Regions from separate parts of the Pan troglodytes genome. Here regions 2 and 3 are each linked to region 1. Evidence: chromatin contacts called from public HiChIP or PLAC-seq data. All regions are on one chromosome and are shown on one strand. The core of a region is the stretch at or near the end of the contact, and the rest is flanking DNA. Distances in the headings are between cores, read along the strand shown. Region 1 has its middle 38 kb from the start of YTHDF1. Region 2 has its middle 20 kb from the start of BHLHE23. Region 3 has its middle 23 kb from the start of BHLHE23.

Region 1 (3,240 bases), core at 396-2,895:
CGAAGCCAAGGTACCGATGGGGGGTGCTAAGGAGTCTTTCCCCTTAGAATGGGAACAAGCTCCAAGGAGCTGGAATCCCGAGGCGTCCTGGACCCGTCCAGGAAGCTAAGGGTAGGGGACGGGAGGGGAGGGGGCCGGGAGCCGGCCTCCCTGGCCCCAACCCTTGGTGAGAAGAGGGCTGGGGGTATAAAGTCCGAAAGTGAGGCGGAGGTTTCAGGGTTCCGTTTCAACACCATGGACAGCGGATGCCTCAGCCTGGGAGCCTAGGACCGCCCTGGGGACTGCCCCCGTTTCATTAGGGTGAGGGTCCGATTCCGACCACTGGAGGCCAAGGGCAACTGTCTCCAATGAAGCGGGGCTGCTGCAGCCTGGCCTCCCCAGCCCTCCAGCCCCTCCAGCGTCCGGCTTGCACCTGCTGAGGCTGCCGGCACCCGCAGGCTTGGGGCAGCTTCCAGAGCTTTGCGCTTGGAACAGAAGGTTCCCCTTGGGCTGTGGAGGAGTAGAGGGCTTGTGCGTGACCTGTGAGAAAGAAAGACTGTCCCTGACACTTGCGAAGGGCGAGGAATTGCGGCTGGGAAGGGTCAGGTTGAAGCCGCACCAAAGGGGGAGGGGCGTCCTGATGGTTGAGGACCGGCGGAGGCGGTGCGGGCAGAACCAACCCGAGTTCCTGCCGCCCTTCCTAACCGGCTGTCCATGGGCTGGGCAGTGCTGGAGAGGGTGGAAAAGGAAGGAAGCAGGACCTGCGCCCAGGGAGGCCCAGGCTCTGCTCCGAGGGCAGATGGCGCAGGGGCTGGGTTGGCCCTAGGAGGAAGGAGATGGGGACAGAGGCCTGCCGGCCGCGCCGGCCTGCGCTCCTTGCAGTCTAAACAAAGGCCAGCGGGGGAGGCTCCGGACGGTGAGGCTTGGGGAAGCCACTGATCCCTGGCCCTAGAGGGCCAGATCGGGGGCGCCCCAAGGACCCTATCGAGCTGGCAGTGACTGCAGTCGGGCCGTGGAGTGTCGCCTGTGATTCCGTGCTCCCTACGGGCAAGAGCTCCCATCCCGGTCTGAAACGGTGAGAACCGCAAGCTCCGATGGGGGCGGGGAAGGACGACCTTTAATTCCCTCCCCACTGTACGGAGCCCAGCAGGGCCATCCGCAGGAGGCCGGCGGGACCCTTGCCTTTCTCAGGACTGAGAGGCTTGGAGGACCGCGGTGTGAGCTGCGCGGCAGAGTGCGTTCTGCAGGCGCGAGACAGGAGACGCGAACCCGCGGTCAGGGCCCGAGTGCGGGTGCGTGTCTGCGGGTGCCGCTGGGCTGCGTGCCGGCGAGGCGTGCGCGTGGCGAGGCGTGCGCGTGGCGGGGTGTGGCCGGAGGTGTCAATGTGCAGCTGGAGGGGCTGCGCGCGTGGGTGCAGGAGGGCCATGTGAGGGGCTGGAGTGTGTGGGAGACAGGCGTTTCCTTGGGTCTCCGTGTGGCCGCGGGGCGCAGGGCACGGTCGAGGGCGCTCGAAGACTGCGTCCGCGTGAGCCGAGGAGCGCGCGGGGCGGGACGCGGCGCGAATGCGCGGGAGGCACGAGGCGCGCAGTGCGTGTGTGCGCGTGTGCGCGGCGCGCGTGCCCCGCAGTTCTCAAGGACACCTCGGGGAGGCAGCGGCGGGGCCGGTGTCCGGGTGACGTCACCGCGCGCCCCAGTGATAATCGCCCGGTGCCGGAGCGGAGCGCGGATACGCGCGGAGGCAGCGGCGGCGGCGGCGGCGGGCGCGGGGACAGTTGCATCGGGGCCGGGCCGGGCTAGCAGGAGCTGGGCGCCTGCAGCGTGGACCCCGTGGACACTCGGCTTGCAGCCGGCCTGCGGCGCTCGGGGACTTGCCTGGCTCCCTTCTCGGGGTTCCCGCGCCCTTCTCCGCCCAGGGCAGCAGCGCGCGGGGCCCCCGGGAGCCGAAGAGCAGGCGGGAACTGGCGGCGGCGCGGGAGGCGCAGGGAGCGGAGGCGGCAGCAGCGGCTCCCGCCGGGACTGGTAATTACGCTCGGGGCCGGGCCGGGGCGAGCCGGGCAAGCGGCCTCTCTGGGTCTCCCCGTCTTTCTCTCCACGAACAGCTCGAGCGCCTTCTCGCGGGCCCGCTGCGCGCGGAGAGGACGAGCTCGCTGGGTTGTAAAAAGAGACGAGTTTTCATCTTTGAGCATCGAGATTCGTTCTTTTAACCGCATTCGGTGCGCGCTCCTGGGTCGGCACGGGCAGGGGGACGGCAGGGGAAGGCAGCTGCGGAGGAGCTCGCGCCGCCCAGTCGGAGCGGTTCTGCGCCCCTCGGAGCCCCGCGGGAGGCGGCCGGGTGCGCACGCGCTCACCACCCCCACCCCCGGAATCCGTCTTCGCGATTCCCGGGCGCCCCAGCTCCAGGAACGCCCGGAGGGACGCACTTGGGGGCCCACTCTCTGCCGCGGAAAGGGGAGAAGTGTGGGCTCCTCCGAGTCGGGGGCGGACTGGGACAGCACAGTCGGCTGAGCGCAGCGCCCCCGCCCTGCCCGCCACGCGGCGAAGACGCCTGAGCGTTCGCGCCTCTCGGGCGAGGACCCCACGCAAGCCCGAGCCGGTCCCGACCCTGGCCCCGACGCTCGCCGCCCGCCACAGCCCTGAGGGCCCCTCTGCGTGTTCACAGCGGACCTTGATTTAATGTCTATACAATTAAGGCACGCGGTGAATGCCAAGAGAGGCGCCTCCGCCGCTCCTTTCTCATGGAAATGGCCCGCGAGCCCGTCCGGCCCAGCGCCCCTCCCGCGGGAGGAAGGCGAGCCCGGCCCCCGGCGGCCATTCGCGCCGCGGACAAATCCGGCGAACAATGCGCCCGCCCAGAGGGCGGCCCAGCTGCCGGGCCGGGGATCTGGCCGCGGGACACAAAGGGGCCCGCACGCCTCTGGCGTCGCGGGGCGGGTGGGGGCGGCCGAGGGCGGCCGAGGGGGGAGCCTGCGGCCGGGGCCAGGCTGCGGCCAGCCGGCCCCCGGCCACGTGTGTCCGCAGCGCGGAGCGCCCAGGCGCCCGCAGAGGGCGGCGGGGGCCGGGAGACAAAGGGAGGGTCCACGGGGAGCGGCGGGCGGGTGCGTGGGGCGGCGGGCTAGGGTGCGGCGCTGTCCGCGGTGCTGGCGGCGGGGCGGCCCCCGCGGGACGGGAGGGCGGCCAAGTGCGGCCCTCGCCCCCACAGCGGGCGCCCTGGACAGTTGCCACGGCAACGTGGGAGGAGGTGGGGCAGGGTCTGAGGTCACC
Region 2 (3,240 bases), core at 361-2,860, 190 kb before region 1:
CTGAGCACCCTCATTGCTGCCTCAGGGCCCTGCATGTGCTGTTCCCCTGCCTGGATGCCCACCCCCAAGGGTCACCTCCTCCAGGAAGCCTTCCTTCTTCTCAGGCTGAGTTGGCTGGTTACTGCTGTGCCTGCTCTTGACTGGGGATTCTACCAGGGCGAGGCCAGGCTGCTCTTATCCATCGTCATGTCCTCAGTGGGCACACAGAGACCTGTGACCATCGGTCAGTGTGACAGGGTTAAGGCTGCTACCATCGACATCAGTGCCATCTCTTCTTTGTGATTATCTTTGTAAAGAATGTGCCAAAATACACATAACAGAAAACTTACCATTTCAACCACTTTTTTTTTTTTTTGAGGCAGGCCCAGGCTGGAGTGCAGTGGTGCAATCACAGCTCACCGCAGGCTTGACCTCCCAGGTTCAAGCAATCCTCCCGCCTCAGCCTCCCGAGCAGCTGAATTATAGGCCCGCACCACCACGCCCGGCAAATTCAGCCATTGTTAAGTGTGCTTTTCAGTGGCATTAAGGACATTCACAATGTTGTGCAACCATCACCACCATGTACTTCCAGAATCTTTTCAATTTGTCAGAACACACCTTGTACCTGTAAGCCATCACTCCCAACCCCCCGCCCCCAGCCCCTGGCAACCACCAATCTCCTTGTTGTCTCCGTGGCTTTGCAATTTCTGACATTTCATGAAAGTGGAATCATAAGTGCCCTTCGTGTCCGGCCTCTTCCACAGAGCGTTGAGTTTTCAAGGTTCGTCCCTGTTGTAGCAGGAATCCGTGCTTCACTTAGGCTGCAAGGGCGTACCGTGGCATGGAGGCACCTATGGGTGGACGGCGTTTCGCTGGTCTGTCCTGGGCTGAGGGCTGGACACCCCCACCTGGCTCCCGTGTCCTGTTGAAGAGGCGTCGAATCTTCGCTGCTCTCGAGATGCACGTGTGCAGCTTTGGCTGATCCCCTGTGTTCAGCTGCAACTGTCTCCCGAAGTCACAGATTCCCCCTTGGTCTTTGGTGTGCGGGGAGGGCTACAAATCCTCCCCAAGAATGCCCACCCTGCCCCCGACTGGGGCAGATTCTGGTTATCCATAGGAGGCCCCTCCTGCCAGGACAGGGCGCATCCTCTCCGCCTCCTGTCCTCCCTCCCCTGTCCTGGGCTGGAGCAGCCAAGCCCTGAGCTGGCGAAGCAACTCGAGCTCTTTGCAGGAGTGGCCGGGTGTGAGCATATGCGTGGCCGCCCGAGTCTCCAGCTAGCCCCCCTGCCATACTACTAAATATTTTAGCAAATAAAATTTTTTTAAACGTGCGGCCAGATGTCCAGGTTGACAAAGTGCTTCAGGCGTTTGACTGATAAAAAGCTGGAACCCTTGGTAAATGGGGATTTAAAACAAGCCCTGAGGCAAGTGCGTGATATTAAAAACATCCTGGGCTCTTTTGTGCAGGGCCCGGGTGCACAGAGGCTTGAAGGCGAGCGTCCATCTGTCGCCGCCGTGTGTCCTGACACTCAACAAAGCTGGATCGATCTTGGAGCGGTGGCTGCTCAGCAGCAGGCCTGGGTGGCTGGGCGCGTGCTCACCACAAAGGAGGTGCCATCAATATTCATGAGCTGGGCCTGCGTGGCTGGGTTTACAGAGAGGACGAGGCAGCCACAGGCCAGACACCTCTCCGTGGCACTGGTTCTGGGCCTTGGCTGGCAGGGAGGAACAAGTTCTGCCTCCAGAGTCCCTGTGAGCCTCCGAGAAACAGGCCAGGACTCTACAGAGGCCACAGTTCTGGAATGGATGAGGGGTAGAGATCAGCCCAGGCTCCATGCGAAGCCAGAGGCTCCCCAGACTGAGAGGAAGCGAGGGAGAGAGAAGGCCCTGGAAGGATGGGAGGCCCTGGGAGGGAGGCCCAGGCCCACACAGGCATCCTTTGCAAACAAAAAAAGCAAAAAAGCTGAGAACAATGAGGGAGAACACCTGTCAGAATCCGCGAAAAGCCTGACCTCAGCTGTTTTTAATGCAGAGGTTGATTTTCACACAATGCTTGCCAAGTGGGTGGAGGCCCCAGGGGACTGATGGGAGTCCAGGACAGGGGACATCATCGACACACAGAGACGCTGGTCCTTTGTGGTCTGACCTGTCCATCCATCACACTCTGATTTGCTGATTTCAGCCAGTATCACCAGGGCTTCGCGCAGGGTCTACAGCGCTCTCCTGAGGCCCTCCCCAATCATCTTACTCCATCCTGACACGGACCACATGGAGGACTGGTGCCTTAAGAGGCGGGGCCCGGGCGGGCTGGGGAGGACTTCAGCGTCTGGAAAAGGCCTGGCCTCAAGGGAGTCCTGGCCCCGGCTTCCCCGGCATCTGAGCATCTGAGAAACGCCACTGCACGTGGTTCTCAGGCTGCCGCAAGGACTCCGGGGACACATTTAGCTCCAGGGCCTGGCGCCTGAACCAGGGTCCAGTCTGGACCTGGGAGCTGGCTGACATGGGTGAGGCCACCCCAGTTCCTCGCCCGTCTTGGTCCCAGAGTCCTTCTGAGAGGACCCGCTGCCCACACTCGTCTGGGGTGGATGGAGGCAAGTGTCTCCTTCCTGATGTTAGAACACGAAACCTGACAGGTGCTTGGACCTGGGGGTGAGGCGGCCCCTGCTCAGGTGAGGTGCTCAGGAGAGGCAGGCACCAGGCAGTCCCTCGGGGCCCCACAACCACAGTCTTTCATGCAAACGTGTTGATCTTGACACCTGCTTGGCCCAGCTCTGTCAAAGTCCCTCTCCCTGGTTTCTGCCCAGGCAGGCTAGGGGACACCACAGGTCACCTCTTCACAGGAGCTGGCGCTGTGGGAGGTGAGACCTTCCAACCTGCGTCCAGCCCTCTGCTAGACCTTGTCAGGCCTGAGGACGCCTCTCCTAGGCCTAGAAATGACCTACAGTGAGGAAACCTGGGGAGAGGGGCCGGGGAGCAAGAGCAGGCACTTCGGGCTCTGAGGATGAGGTGGGATGGAGGAGAGCCTGGGGCTGTGCAGGTGGGCAGTGGGACAGAACTGGTGGACTGGGGTGCGGGTGGACTGGGGTACAGTGGGAAGGGGGCATAGGTGGGCAGAGGGTGCAGGTGGTCAGTGTTGCAGGTGGGCACTGTTCAGGTGGGCAGAGTGCTGGTGGGTAGGGGTGCAGGTGTGCAGGGGGTGCAGGTGGGTGGGGATGCAGATGGGTGGGAGTGTAGATGGGCAGAGGTGTAGGTGGGTGCAGT
Region 3 (3,240 bases), core at 494-2,993, 140 kb before region 1:
GGACCTGTGGGGAGGGGGCCGGTGGGGAGGGGCCGGTGGGGAGGAGGCCGGTGGGGAGGGGCCTGCAGGGAGGGGGCCAGGGGGGAGGAGGCTGGTGAAGTAGCGTCAGGTGCGGGCCTGGCGTCGGCGAGTCAAGTCGAGCTGATCCAGGGCCTTCTTTCTGCAGCTTCATCAGGTTCTCAATTAGCGGAGGGCGCTGGCGGTGGAGGAGGGCATTAGCCGTGCCTGCTCTCGGGCTCTGCCTGCCAGAGTGCCCTCATGTGGCATGAGATTAAGGCTCAGCCTCTTTCCTGACAGCAGGGTTTCCATTTTTCTTCTCCTTCCTCCTCTCCTGGCAACAAAGTCCTTTGCGGGGCAGGGGGGTCTCCACTCTGATCCACTTCCCTCCTTCCCGCCTCCCTCCCACGCCCTGGAAACCCCGGCCCATGACTCTTTCCCTGAGGGGGCCGCCCGCAGCCTCTCCCCCATAGGGGCTTTGCCCTGGGCACCCCCTTTCCCCCAGGGCGGGTGGGGCAGTGGCCGGGACTCAGGAAGATGGTGGCCCAGTGGGGCTCTCTCCTTGGGTGTGTGGGAGCGGAGTCCCCTCGCTCTTCTGGCATAGAACGCTCCGTTGAGCTCCCCAAACTGCTCCCATGCCGAGCTCTGGGGGAGGGAGTCTGTTCAGAGAGGGTGCAGTCCTTCCTTTTAGAAGGTGCGCCTGCCTGTTTAAGCAGCTCGGCTCTCACAATGCACAGGTGGCTTGAGTAGAAGAGCTGCTCCTGCTGGGAGGCGCAGGAGGCTGAGCGAGGCCCACCCTGCAGGGGCGAGGCCACGGCTTGTGTTATTTCCCATGATGACTCCAAACGCACCCGAGTCCGCCGGGCCTCCGCGTCTCCGTGTGCAGGTCCCCCGGGCCTCCGCCTCTCCGTGTGCAGGTCCCCCGGGCCTCCGCGTCTCCGTGTGCAGGTCCCCCGGGCCTCCGCGTCTCCGTGTGCAGGTCCCCCGGGCCTCCGCGTCTCCGTGTGCAGGTCCCCCGGGCCTCCGCGTCTCCGTGTGCAGGTCCCCCGGGCCTCCGCGTCTCCGTGTGCAGGTCCCCCGGGCCTCCGCGTCTCCGTGTGCAGGTCCCCCGGGCCTCTGCGTCTCTGTGTGCAGGTTCAAGTTTGCCAACGTCCATGCACGTCTCAGCCTCTCAGCCTGGACTGGACAACTGGGCTTCGGGAATTCATTTAAATTCTACCCCCTACACGCCTTCCCTGGATTCAGGGCGGTGTCCAGTGCATTCATTACGCGTGTGCTGCCGTGAAGGTGCGGGGACCCCCCCAAAAAGCTTCCTTCCCTGTCCTGCGTCCTGCCCACAAGGCGGTGCTGCTGGCACCAGGCCTGACCTGGCGCTGCCAGTGCTCTACTGTTTTGAGTTATTGACCAACAATTCACTCTCGGGTCCCGAGGGGAACTGGCCTGAGGCCACTCAAGCAGAGGCTCAATGAGGAAAGATAAATATTTCATGGTCTGGGTCGGTGAGAGAGGGAAATCGATAGCGCATCCCATCCTCAGTACGGCGCAGGCCTCCCACCCAAGGCAGCGAGTTGCGTCCTCTGTGCCGCGCGGGCCCCTCGCACCCGAGGCAGCGAGTTGCATCCTCTGTGCCGCGCAGGCCCTCCCACCCGAGGCAGCGAGTTGTTCTCTTCCTCCCTTTAAGGCAAGGCTGCAAACTGCCAGGCGGATGGCCCGTGCTGGGAGCAGGCAGGTGTCCTGACTCCGCCTCCCAGCCGGTGAATCAGAGCGCTGAGATTCACCAAGGGCCCCCTGCCCGGGCCGTGGAGGCAGAGCCTGGGGCTGGGAGAGGCCCTTCAGGACCCCTCTGTGGGAGCCGGACGCAGGCCTGGGGGTGTTGGAGGTGGGAGCGCTTCCAGGCCCCTTGTGTAGGACCAGAGGCTGCTCCGACCCTGCTCGGGGCTCTGGAGACAGAGGAACGGCATGGGTGTTTCACAAATGGTGCAGACAGTTCACAGGTCAAGACAGGGGACAAAAGTGACCACTTTTAGTTAAAAACAGGTGACTCCATCCCAGGACAAGCACGATGCTGTGTTAGATCCCGTTAGTCCCCGTGGAAAGCTGTCGGCTTTCCCTGGAGAGGACCTTGTTCTGTCCACGCCACTGCCCTGCGAGTGAGAGGGAGTGCGAGTGGGGCGTCCACGCGCTCCCATGGGGGACCTGGGGCTGCTTCCCGCTTCCCGATTTTCCTTCAGTGCTGCTCGTGGCGTGCCCTTTCTCCCGTGGCGCAGTCACCAGCAGGACGTGTGTCCCGCTCACGCTTTGGGAAACACGGCCTTGTAGCAGGAGCTGCTCTCGGGGTTCAGCATCGGGGGTGGCTGAGCCCAGTGCCTGCTGGGGCATTGCCAGGCATCGTGGAGCTGGACCCAGAGCCAGGGGTCCCAGCTGCTGCTCCTCAAGGACCCTGTGGCTCAGGAAAGCCCTCCCATTGCTAACGTGTCACCCGAAGGGCTTGGGGACCTCCACGCAGGATGGGCTTCAAAAGTCAGCTCAGGCGGTGCCCTGGCCTCGGGTGCGCGGGGAGACCACTGGCCTCCCTCATGCCGGCTCCCTGCTGACTCTCTCGTGAGCCCCTGGCAGCCCTTCTAGAATGTTCTGGCATGGCTCCCTGCTCACGTTTCTAAAGCAACTATCAGCCCATCCTCAATTACCGTGTCTCCAGGACCACAGCCGACCTGGAGCAGCAAGAGTCAGTGCTGGGGCCGGGCGCGGTGGCTCACGCCTGTAATCCCAGCACTTTGGGAGGCCGAGGCGGGCGGATCACCTGAGGTCGGGAGTTCGAGACCAGCCTGGCCAATATGGAGAAACCCTTTCTCTACTAAAAATACAAAATTGGCCGGGCATGGTGGTGCATGCCTGTAATCCCAGCTACTCGGGAGGCTGAGGCAGGAGAAGCGCTTGAACCCGGGAGGCGGAGGTTGCGGTAAGCCGAGATGGTGCCACTGCACTCCAGCCTGGGCAACAAGAGTGAACTCCGTCTCAAAAAAAAAAAAAAAAAAAAAAGTCAGTGCTGGGACAAGAGGCACCGGTAACATGGCCAGTGCTGCAGCCAGAGGCGGGCAGGGCTGACCTGTCCAGGGACCAGCAGGGCTTGGGCAGGAGGTGACCCTGAGTAGGGGGAGAGGGGGCATGGGAGCCTGGGGTGGGGGCAAGAGCCACTGAGGGGCCCTGGGTTTGCATCTTAGGTGACGCTGCAGAGATGAGTGG

What was found. HiChIP or PLAC-seq counts read pairs in DNA pulled down with a chosen protein or histone mark.
Region 2: a contact with region 1 is called in an H3K4me3 HiChIP or PLAC-seq map of stem cell-derived excitatory neurons, with 4 times the contacts expected there. The contact joins two enhancer-like sites. A contact is called at or near these places in 1 of 7 Hi-C or Micro-C datasets (stem cell-derived neural progenitor cells) and 1 of 1 datasets of contacts at active chromatin or transcription factors (stem cell-derived excitatory neurons).
Region 3: an H3K4me3 HiChIP or PLAC-seq map of stem cell-derived excitatory neurons shows a contact between it and region 1, with 7 times the contacts expected there. The contact joins two enhancer-like sites. A contact is called at or near these places in 1 of 7 Hi-C or Micro-C datasets (induced pluripotent stem cells) and 1 of 1 datasets of contacts at active chromatin or transcription factors (stem cell-derived excitatory neurons).

What each region holds. Positions count from the first base shown.
Region 1 is chr21:69,493,421-69,496,660 of NHGRI_mPanTro3-v2.0_pri, forward strand. No RefSeq gene overlaps it. Among named protein-coding and RNA genes, the nearest start is that of YTHDF1, 38 kb to the right of the region's middle. Within about 2 kb of position 1,646, at least 10 of the 24 cell types and tissues checked have an H3K27ac peak or open chromatin away from gene starts, as enhancers often do. A contact at or near this core is called in stem cell-derived excitatory neurons, where this site is marked.
Region 2 is chr21:69,305,906-69,309,145 of NHGRI_mPanTro3-v2.0_pri, forward strand. No RefSeq gene overlaps it. Among named protein-coding and RNA genes, the nearest start is that of BHLHE23, 20 kb to the right of the region's middle. Within about 2 kb of position 1,611, at least 2 of the 24 cell types and tissues checked have an H3K27ac peak or open chromatin away from gene starts, as enhancers often do. A contact at or near this core is called in stem cell-derived excitatory neurons, where this site is marked.
Region 3 is chr21:69,348,933-69,352,172 of NHGRI_mPanTro3-v2.0_pri, forward strand. No RefSeq gene overlaps it. Among named protein-coding and RNA genes, the nearest start is that of BHLHE23, 23 kb to the left of the region's middle. Within about 2 kb of position 1,744, at least 2 of the 24 cell types and tissues checked have an H3K27ac peak or open chromatin away from gene starts, as enhancers often do. A contact at or near this core is called in stem cell-derived excitatory neurons, where this site is marked.